Linked DNA regions of Anser cygnoides: region 2 is linked to region 1. A link is a contact called in public Hi-C data. All regions are on one chromosome and are shown on one strand. Each heading gives the region's core, a stretch centred on a gene start, on an enhancer-like site or on the middle of the called end of the contact. The rest is flanking DNA. Distances are from core to core; before and after follow the strand shown. Region 1 holds the start of EXT1 (exostosin glycosyltransferase 1). Region 2 overlaps SAMD12 (sterile alpha motif domain containing 12).

Region 1 (5,147 bases), core at 1,674-4,173:
GCCTTCTTCTCTGCCACAGCCCGCGTCCCTATAACCGTGCCCTACAGGGCGGCCAAAAGAGCTCCTGGGTCACCAAGAGCGTGAGTCCAGCTTAGCAGCTCCGCTGGATTTCTCATCATCTGGTACCTCTGCTGGATTTTTTCCGCACCATTTCATCACTCCATCGTCAGTTTCCCAAAAGCGAATGGCATTAAAAGTGTAGGAAGTATTTGCACCGCTGTCTTCTCCCCCCTTAGGGGGAATTTACAAGAACGGGAAGGCGAACAGAGTTCACCCAAGAACACACAGCCCTCCTCGTGCTTTGGTGCTGACCCGGCCGATCCCTCTCACAGCCCCATGGCTACTTTCGGTGGAGAAGCAGGCAGCCAACTGCAAATTTTGATCAGCGTTAATGGCACTGTAGGTTCTCCACCGCTCCTCCCCAGGAGTATTTTCCCACCCACGCTCACTATGCATTGCAAACCCCTTCCTCTAGCCCTCGGCAGCTCCGCGGTGCGAGGCTGCTCTGTTTTAATTCAGCGCCTGGCTCCCGCAACGCGGAACACATTCCCATGCTAAAAACTTCGCGTACATCCACTCCGCAGGAAATGTAGCGGTGGTCAGCATTTAAACGGGCTGCAAACAGCTTGATCAGCACCGCGGTTCTGGAGGCAATTCCCAGGAAGCGATTTTCCCGGCAGCTCTTTGTACGAACCTGAAAAGCGTACTGGAAAGGTAACGCCACAGCAACCTGACGGCGCCAGCAAATAAAAACAAGTATCGGGGAAAGCCGAGAGCGGGAGCGTTAAGGGAAAATGCGAGCTGCGCTCACACCACGGACGCGTTCCCTCACACACAAAAATCAGGAACTCGAGCACGGGGCATTCACACGGAGAGCTTCTCTTTCTCCTCCTCGCTCCTCTGATGTTGTATCAGCTCGAGCCAAGGGGAAACCGGCCCGCGAGGCAAGTTGCTACCTCGGGTAAACCACCCGGGGAAACCACCTGGACGGCAGGCAGCGCTTTCGGACACCATCCCAACCGCCGCTCTCGCCAACTCCAGCCCTCCCCAAACTTTGTCTCGGGCAGGGCATCTACCCGGAGAGGCCGGACGGGGAGGCAGGGTAGCACCAGGTGCCCGAGCATCCTCCAGCAGCATCCTCACTCGCCGAGCCGAGGGCACCAGCGCTCCGCCGGTCCCCAGGCGACGCGAGCCGCAGCCGCGTCCCCCGTGGCCCCTTCCACCACCTCCCTCCCCGCTCCCCGACCCGAGGCATCGCCCAGGGCCAGCCAGAGGGGTACACGGAGACTCTCCTCTGTCCCGAGGGCAGCCACCGGCGCTCGAGAGCTCGCCCTCGGGCGCCGTGGCCCCGGAGCCGCGCGCGCGAGGCGGGGGCAGCGCTCACTTACTTCTCGTATTCGGTGTTGTCTCTATCGCAACGCGAATCCTTGTGCTTTTGCCAGTCTTTGCCATGCTTGCAGGTGGTCAAGAGGACAACATCCTCCCCGTTATGGACGTGATATAAGGCATTCCTGGTGTCTGACCCTATCCCTGTCAGGTACCTTTTCCCCTTGAATACCAACATGTACTTCCTGAGAGGAGGGATGGTGTTAAACCTCAAAAATCCCTTCTCCCCTCCTGTCCTAGGATGATCCTTAGAAAAGAGCGGAATAGAAACATCAAAATTGGGTCTGAAGTTTTCAGTACTGATGCTGGCTTTGGCCAGCATGGCCTGGCCGATGTCGAAGCCCACGTCCTCGGTGTAGTCGGGCCAGGTGCCGGAATATAAATTAAAAATCAAGTGATTTCTACCATTGTTCCACAAGTGGAGGCTCTGCACTTTGGAGCGGAGGTTGTGCACGTACTGCGGGGAGAGCTGGTCCCGGTCCAGCGTGTCCAGGCTGAGGACGAAGAGACACGCCTGGCTGGGGTCGGAGGTGTAGAAGCGGGAGCCCTCGATGGCCGCCAGCACGTTCTGGTAGCTCTCGGCGATCTTCTCCCCCTTCTGCTGCGGGTACACGTAGACCTTGAAGCCGTTTTTCTGGCAAAGGGCGAAGTCGAAGCAGGACTCCATGCGGCACCGCCGCCCGCGGTACAGCCCGGCGCTGCCGTCCCGCCGCTGCCGGGGCGAGACCCGGCCGCCGCCGCCGCCGCCGCCCCCCCCGGCGTCGCCCCCCCCGGCCCCCTCCGGGTCCGCGAAGGGCCGGAGGGCGTCGGGGAAGCGGGGCCAGGGCCGCTCGCTGCCGGGCCGCGGGGGAGCCCCATGCCGGCCGCCGGGCGGCGGGGCGCGGGCTGCCCGCAGCTGCACGCCTCCGAGGTAGAGCAGCAGGGCGAGACAGGTGGCGGCGGAGAGCAGCGTCAAGTAGCGTTTTTTGGCCTGCATGTGGCCGCCGGGGGGTCCGGGGGGCTGCGGAGGAAGGCTGCGGGGGCGGCCCCACTTCTCCGGGCGCCGCTCTCAGCTCCTCCGCCGCTCCGCCATCTTCTCCTCCTCGCCGCCGCCGCCGCCGCTGCCGGCCGCTTCCAGCTCCCCTCGCCCGCCTCCTCCGCTCGGCGCCGTTCCCCAAGCCGCGGGCTGGGGCCGCGCATGTGGGCGACCGCCCGCCCGGACCTCCTCGCCGCCGGGCTCTCAGCGGCGGGCGGCAGCGGGCCGGCGGCGGCCCGGCGGGGCGCCCCGCATGCACTCAGGGGCCGGCCCCCCGCGCGGGGCGGGCACCGGGGCAGCCCCGCTCCCGCCTTCGCGGCGCTGCGCTCCGCCACGCTCCCTCCCCTTCCTCCTCCTCCTCCTCCTCCTCCTCCTCCTGCTGCTGCTGCTGCTCCCGCTGCCGGCGGCGGGGCGCTCACAGCCTGACGAAGCCCTGCATCGCCCCGAGCTGCCCTCCGCGGAACGGCGGCGGGGACCGGCGGCAGCCCCCTGCTCCTCCTCCTGCTCTTTCTCCTCCTCCTCGTCCCTCCGCGCGCGTCCCCCCCCCCCGCCCCCCGCCCGGCTCCGCCGCCGCCGCCCCCCCCCCCCTCCCGCTGCCGCCGCCGCCGCCCCCGGCCCGGCCCCGGCCCCGGCCCCGCCGCGCTGACCTCACCCAGCCACGCAGCCCCGCGCCCCCATTGGCTGGGCGTCACGTCCGGGGGGCGGGGCTTCCGCTGCGCCCATTCATAAAGCCGCCGGGCGGGGGGCGGGGGGGGGGGGGCGCTGCGGCGGCGCCGGGGCGCGCCGAGCCCCCGGGGGTGTCCCCGTAGGGGGGCGACCTGTGGGGTGTCCGCTGCTGTCACCGCTGGGTCGTGTCCCCGAGCGCCTTCACCCCGGGGGAGGTGACTCCGCCAACGCCCCCCCCCCCCACGCTGGAACCACCCGTCCCAACGCCTGGCTGCTGTTTCTGAGATGGTCTGGGCGGCTGTGCCCCCTGCCACCCGCCGAGCTGGGTCTCATGGCTGGTAGGATAAGCCCCCGGGACAAAGGGCTTTCTAACTGTAAAACTTACCGTAGGAAAACTCAGGTTGGAAGGGACCTTGAAGATCATCCTGTCCCAACGCAGGCAAGGGTGGATGCCACCGACTAGATGTGGTTGCCCGGGGCCCCGTGCTTTTATGTGCTGCTATGCTTTGAGTTTGTAAGAGCAAGAAATTAAACCTCAAAAATGGGGGAAAAATAAAAAATAAAAAAAATAAATAATAAAAATAAAGGAGGCTCAGGGGAGACCTCATTGCTCTCTGCAGCCGCCTGAAAGGAAGGTGTGGGGAGCTGGGGGTCGGCCTCTTCTCGCAGGTAACCAGTGATAGGACCAGAGGGAATGGCCTCAAGTTGTGCCAGGGGAGGTTCAGGTTGGAAACAAGGAGACATTTCTCCTCAGAAAGAGCAGTCAGGCACTGGGACGGGTTGCCCAGGGAGGTGGTGGAGTCACCGTCCCTGGGGGTGTTCAAGGAAAGGCTGGACGTGGTGCTTGGGGACATGGTTTAGTGGGTGACATTGGTGGTAGGGGGGATGGTTGGACCAGATGGTCTTGGAGGGCTTTTCCAACCCTACTGATTCTGTGATTCTACAATAAGTGCTCCAGAACAAGCACCCCAAACCTCATGGGGCTGGCCAGGGAGCAGCTGCTGGTGGTCGAGTGCTGCTACAGGCAGCTGCTGGAGCACCCGAACATCCCTCCAGCTGTGTGTTTGTGCTTGATCTCACCCACTCCTCAGCGTTTAGCTCCGTAACCAGCAGCCTGGTTTGCTGGAGGGAGCCACGCTGCTGGTTGGGTGGCGAACCCGATGGCACAGCCGGGCTGCAGGAGGTGGCAGGAGAGCAGCAGGACGTGTGGCAGCAATGCCTGTGCACACACGGCTCTGCGAGGGGCAACAACACCAGAGATGTTTCGGTGTGCGGGTGTCAGGCCTTCCTAGCTCAGCAATTGAGGGCAGTGGAATGGGATGGGGCGGGCTTCAAGCTGGTTGCACAAGCCGTAGATGCCAAGGAACCATCCCATGGAAAAACCTGTGCCAACACGCTTGCCCTACTGCTGGTACCAGTGTTAAAGCCATAACGGGTGGGTCTCCCTCCGCTGCGATCCCACCTCCCACCCTCCTGCTGCTGTGCCGGAGCAGAGTTGGGTCAAGCCAGCCGAAGGCCACAAACCCTGTCCTGACAAACAGCGTGCCCGTCCCCATGCTCTTCCATGCCCCTGGGGCTCCTGTCGTGTCTTCTCCTCATCTCCCTCCCTTCTGTGGAGCTGAGAAGAAGAAATGTGAAGATAACAGGCGTGAAGACGTCGTGCCTCCTCAGCAAAGGAGAGCCTAGCAGAGGAGGACGCGTTACCAATGGGAAATGAGGTCTGATCTCGTGGCTGGCGCCAAGAGAAGACAACTCCCTTCCAAAACAATTTGACTGTAGGGAGGACGGCTGAAGGAAGGAGGCCGGGGTTTCACGCAGAGGAAAAGAGTGAGAGTAATAACGCGGAAATTTCGGGGTCCTAGTCGAAAGTGATACTTATGGCTGGTGTAGATTTGGGTCCGGGGGCAGAAATTCTGGCCTGGGATGTGAAAGCAAGGAAGCGGGATTAAATATTAATGTGTTAATTAACCCTGTAATCCTTCCCTGAAACATTTGTCACAGCCCACATACCAAAACTGGGATGCTGTTCAAGAAAAAGAGGTCAGCTTCTTGAAAGGTGAACCAAGGCTGCTCGCAGAGG
Region 2 (5,147 bases), core at 798-3,297, 140 kb after region 1:
CCAGAGAGTGGACTAGATGATTTCAAGTGGACCCTTCCAACCTAAATAACTCCAGGATTTTGTTATTTTGACCTGTGAACAAGTAAGTCATCTCAATTCTGCGATTCGCTGCACCCAACAAAACCCGCAGGGATAGCGACTGAGGTTTATATACATAAACCTGTTTGGACTACCAAACAGTTCGGCAGAAGATCTTCCTCTAATCACAGCAGAGGGAAATGCAGGTGCCCTGTCAGAACAATTGACAGGACAGGGATTACGCTGACGGCCTGTCTTAAATACATGGCGCAGTGACAAAAGATACACATTTCCTCAAGTGTATCATTGTTCTGCATTTCACTGAACAGAACCTCGAATTCCCCTTTGGGGAGCATTTGTGTTTTTTTTTCAGTCAGTGATTAAGAAGCGACGTTTTCAGTCTGTGGAAGTTGGAGGCTTCTCTTACCAAGCTGGTGGGCAGGAATTCCTCTGTGCTTCAAGCAGAGCTGTTGGAGAACTGGGTGAGGTCTGTACAGCCTGCTGCATTGCAGGCTCCTGGGATTCACAAGCCTTCCGTGGGATAGCTCACGTTCTGACTTCATTTCTGTGCGCCATCCTTTAACCCTGCTTCTGCTGTAAATATGCAGCAAGGTAATCCTAAACGACTAAAATCCACAGCAGAATGTACTTCAGTGACCTGATTTTCAGCAGCAACACAGCCTTCAAATACATGCACTCACATACAGGACCACGTTAGACAGTAGTTGCAATTAATAGTAAGCCATTAGAACAGGAGTTCCCAAGTTTTATCTGAGGTTAGCCACTTAATGCTGATTGCTGTTTAACAGAGTTGGCCTCCGATAAGTACTTTTGGGCTCAGTAAGGTTAATGAAACCTGGGGGGAGGGAAGGAACTATTATTATTACTTTAAAAAGATGCACTGAAGGCATGACAACTTAAGAAGGTCCATAGATTAATCTAGGTGCCCATGCTGCAGACCAAAATGGCTTATTAAGAACCTACTTTGTGTGTGTCTAGGCTCGCATTTATACCTGCAGGGCTCCTGGTCACAGATAACAAAAAAATCAATAAAAAGGCTCAAGTTTCTCACGCTGGATTCCTCTTCTTCAGAAGCGAGCAGCCCTACCAGCCGCACGCAGGAGGACAGTAAGCCTGCTCCTGCATCGGGTAAGCGTTGATCACTGCTGAGACCTGAGGACTCGGATAAACACTTCACAGGGTGCGCAGATCCTCGTTGGGCAAAGGGCTGAAAGTCAATTCCTAAATGCAGTAAAGGCTTGGACGGGATCCAGCCTCTTTTTTTTTTTTTTTTTTCCCCTGTTCCGAGAGCTCCTTCAACTGAATTCAAGAGGAAAACGCCGGGTCCTTACATCTTGGCTGAAGGAGCCAGGTATTTGTGACCTCCCTCTGCTGTGTATTCTGCAGTAATGAGGATAAAGCTCAGTGTCAAATGCACCGTACCAGACCCTGTCAGACTTTTCAACCTGTTCAATTAACTATATGAAATCAAACAATAATTTTCACTGGACCGCTGGGAGGCACTTCTTTTTACTGAAGGCTATTCCCTTGGCAAATCTTGACTTTCAGAGGCCAGCTGCTTCTGCACTTGAGCTGTTCAAAAAAAGCAGCTTTGGATTTTACTTTGAGTAGAATATGGGGGAGGTAGGGAAGAGAAGAGTGCTTTTTCCTCCACTCTCTTTGTTCTCTGTAAAAGGCTCAGCTGCCTGGGCTGATATTTCCAAAAACTGAATCGTTTTCAAAAAGGGACATGAAAAAATTAGCATCTGACGAGCAACAGTCTACAAATTAATCAGAAGAGACTGAAAACGGGGTAAGGACTGGCTTGTCCTACACAGACAGGGTGTAGTTGTCACCGACTTACCCGAATGCTGATATTCTGTTGGGATAAAGCCTACTGTAGTTACTTAGAGCTGCTGCTGTAATTTTGCTTCAGACTGGATAGCAGGTTCCCAATACAGCATCATAAAGTTGCTGTAAATATAGCCTACCGGAAGCCTGAACCAGAGGCTGGAAATCAGTTATTTAGCTGGTGTGCAAGCTCCCCCCTGAGGAACTAAGAATTATTGCACTACATATCAATAAACTGCTGAGGTCTTTACTGAACTACAGAAAAAAAAGCGTTTCTACTACATTTCACAGTGGGAGAGAAAGAATCGGGTCTCTCCAAGCTGTTTTAAAGTTTTTATTCAAGTTTTGCAAAAGAGTGAAGTAAAAAACAAGACAAAAAAAAACACCACTGCTTTCCCAAGTGCATTTCCACTTCTTTCTAAACATCAACCTAGACGCACTTGGGATGTACTGAAGACTACATATGGCTATTTCCCTTCACCCAGTAACACTGGGGGAATTCTGGGCACAAAATGCCTACACAGGACAAGTCCAGCTCTTGTTGGCAATTCCATGAGGATCCTGACAAAAAGTCCAGAGGAAAGAAAGCAGAAGGTAGTTGACAACATGGGGAAGCACAATAGAGAGCAAAATTTAGGATAAGAATTAATCTGTTTGTGAGAGATACAGTGGAAGAGCAGATTTGTTGGCTACATATACATATAAAAAAAAAGAGAGAGAGACAGCAGAGAACCTGCAATCACAGCATCATTGTCTGAGGGCTCCTCTCTAGGGAATAGTCACGGGGGATTAGCTAATGGTCGAAGTCTGAGGTGAAGGGAGGAATACCACAAATTACAGACAGATCGGATGTGTGAGATTAACTCTGCACTCGCTTGTTTGTGTCACAAAACAGAAGCCAAACTCTTGGATGCGGCTTCCTCCAGGTTTGGGATTTCAGGAAAGCTTTCTTCTGTGTTTCATCATTAGGTTAGCTTTGTTATTAGACCAGGGAACGCTGCCAAATAATTATAAGATTACGTTAAGACTAAATCCCTGTATCATGAATAGCACATGCTGGCAAGTAACAAGCTAAAATAAAACGAATCAGCTCTAGCTGCTCACTGATATCACAAACACACACCCACTAAGCAGCAAATTAATTCCCTTCTTCAGAGTGAAGAATTATAAGGTCCTCTAACAACTCCTCCACTTAATCACTGAAGTTTTCCCCATCTAAGTTTTCCTTACCTACAACTGAGCCATAAAATTGACTTCATGTCTGCGCAGCAAGAAGATAAATACTCCTTCCCAGGCAATAGCACAAGTAATCTGAAAGAAGATCATCCAATACCTCCCATTTTTGTCCCAATTCCAAACAGAATGGGAATCTGAACTTCCAAAATGCTGCAGAAAAAAAAAAAAAACTTTGCAGTAAACGAGAACCCAGAGGTACTGACCAGCAGTTTAACCTAGCTGAGAAAGTAAGTTCCAAACTCAACGGATACAGCAGAAATTTTTAAAAGCACTAAAGAATTACAACTTAATGAGACTTTGGTCAGGGCAAAATAGGCAAAATACTTGGAATCAGCACAATTCATAGGAAGGCCTAAATATTTCATGACCAGTTGCGAACTGAGGACTCCATCCTTTGTTTCAGTGGACGACTCCAAGCTGTTATGCACCATATTGAAGCAGTTCATTAGTATTAACCAAGTGGGGAAATAAAACAAGGAAATAAAGAAGCGCACTGGAAGTTAACAATGTTACTTCCTATGGTTTCACACTGCTCCTTGGAGATCTCTAGGTAATAACAGTGCTTCACCCTGCCTAGCTTCTAGATAATGGGATCGCACAGCCAAGGGACACGGTAAAGTAATAATCTGATCACTAACAACTGGTGATAGCTCCAAAAACCTGTAGAAAGAGAACTTCCTGACAAATAAAATGAAAGGGTAGAGCTTCAACATTTGGCAAAGCGTTAAAGCTATTAATAAAGTAGTCAATGCTTATCTAAGTCACCTAAAGAAAAAACAGTTGATAAACATGCTTTGTCAAGAACTTGTCAAGGGTATTGCGGTGGTGTCTTTTTTTTTTTTCCTCCCAAAACAAGTGAAAGTGCACAAAGGAAACAGGGGGAATATAAAAGGGGTGTTTTCATTACCCCTTTCTCTAAGCCCACTAAGTTATTCTGTTTGGAAGCATGCCTTGCCTCTCTACCAGTGATTACTTGAGCAATTTACTCACTCACCCTTGGTCTTCTGAATCACACTTAAGTTGGATGTCTGAGTCACCTAAGATAGATAGGGTAAGCACCCACAGGCTAAATCACCAGCTTCTAAGCTTTTTGGTTCTGTCAATGGATCACAATCAGTGTTTAGTTCTTGCAGACACACCGTGCAGCCTTATCGGCAAGCTAGGAAATATCACAAGGCTTTACAATATGGTTCAAGAATTCCTGAAATAGGTTTTGCTAAGACATTTGATACAGCTGTCCGTATCTTACCTAATTCAGATTTTTAGCTCCCCTCTGAGTAAGAAACATAAATTGATTTTGAAACTGGCGGCCAAGGTGAGAGGTTCTGTCAGCAAGTTTTACATGATACTGATGTGAATCAGTGTTTCCTTAGGGGATAGAGTGGATCCAATTTACAAGGTAACAAAGGTCTTTTTAAGAAGAAAGGTAAAAGATGGTATGATCTCTAGTTAGCAGAAGTTGACTAAAACAAATAGAACAAGATTAAATTAAAAATGCAAAAAAAAAAATAGTGTTAGAGGGACGAAATAATCCAATTATTTTTGCATGTAATTATGAAACATTAATTCCCCAACATCTGACAGCACTTGAGAACTAAGTACTGAGGAGTAAGTACAAGTAAACACTACTTCAGATGAAGAGCAATATACTTTTTGCTCCTGTCACCTAAATACTCATACTCTAAAAGTACAGAACAACTTCTTTAAAGCTAAGTTGTCAGAGAATTTCGAATCTGAAGCTCAAGGACCAGAATTCAAACATTATTTGGATTCTGTTATACATCAGGTAGGAGTAAAAACTACAGCAAATGGAGCTACCATGGCTTTTAGTGAATTCTTATAGTGTAGCAGAATAAAGAAAAAGAGGCAGCTAGAGTGCAATTCAAATCTGAGTATGCTGTAGAGGAATCATTTATTGAAACCATAAGAAATCTTCCAAGGTAGTTACAAGCAGAGTGAACATACCCTAGCAAAGTAACCAGATCCAAGAAATATCAGGTAAGACAGGAAACAGTGTAAAACATTCATCAACTACTTGCCCA

Evidence for each region. Hi-C and Micro-C count contacts between places; a contact is called where the count stands out from the background.
Region 2: a contact with region 1 is called in a Hi-C map of granulosa cells, with 2.5 times the contacts expected there. The contact joins the enhancer-like site here to the promoter of EXT1 in region 1. A contact is called at or near these places in 3 of 7 Hi-C or Micro-C datasets (granulosa cells and liver).

Annotation. Positions count from the first base shown.
Region 1 is chr2:149,299,780-149,304,926 of Taihu_goose_T2T_genome, forward strand. EXT1 (exostosin glycosyltransferase 1) reads right to left here and starts at 2,924. Exons shown (of 11, transcript XM_013184993.3): 1 at 1,389-2,924. The coding sequence starts at 2,362.
Region 2 is chr2:149,437,469-149,442,615 of Taihu_goose_T2T_genome, forward strand. All of the region lies in intron 4 of SAMD12 (sterile alpha motif domain containing 12), which reads right to left. Among named protein-coding and RNA genes, the nearest start is that of SAMD12, 57 kb to the right of the region's middle. Within about 2 kb of position 2,048, at least 2 of the 3 cell types and tissues checked have open chromatin away from gene starts, as enhancers often do.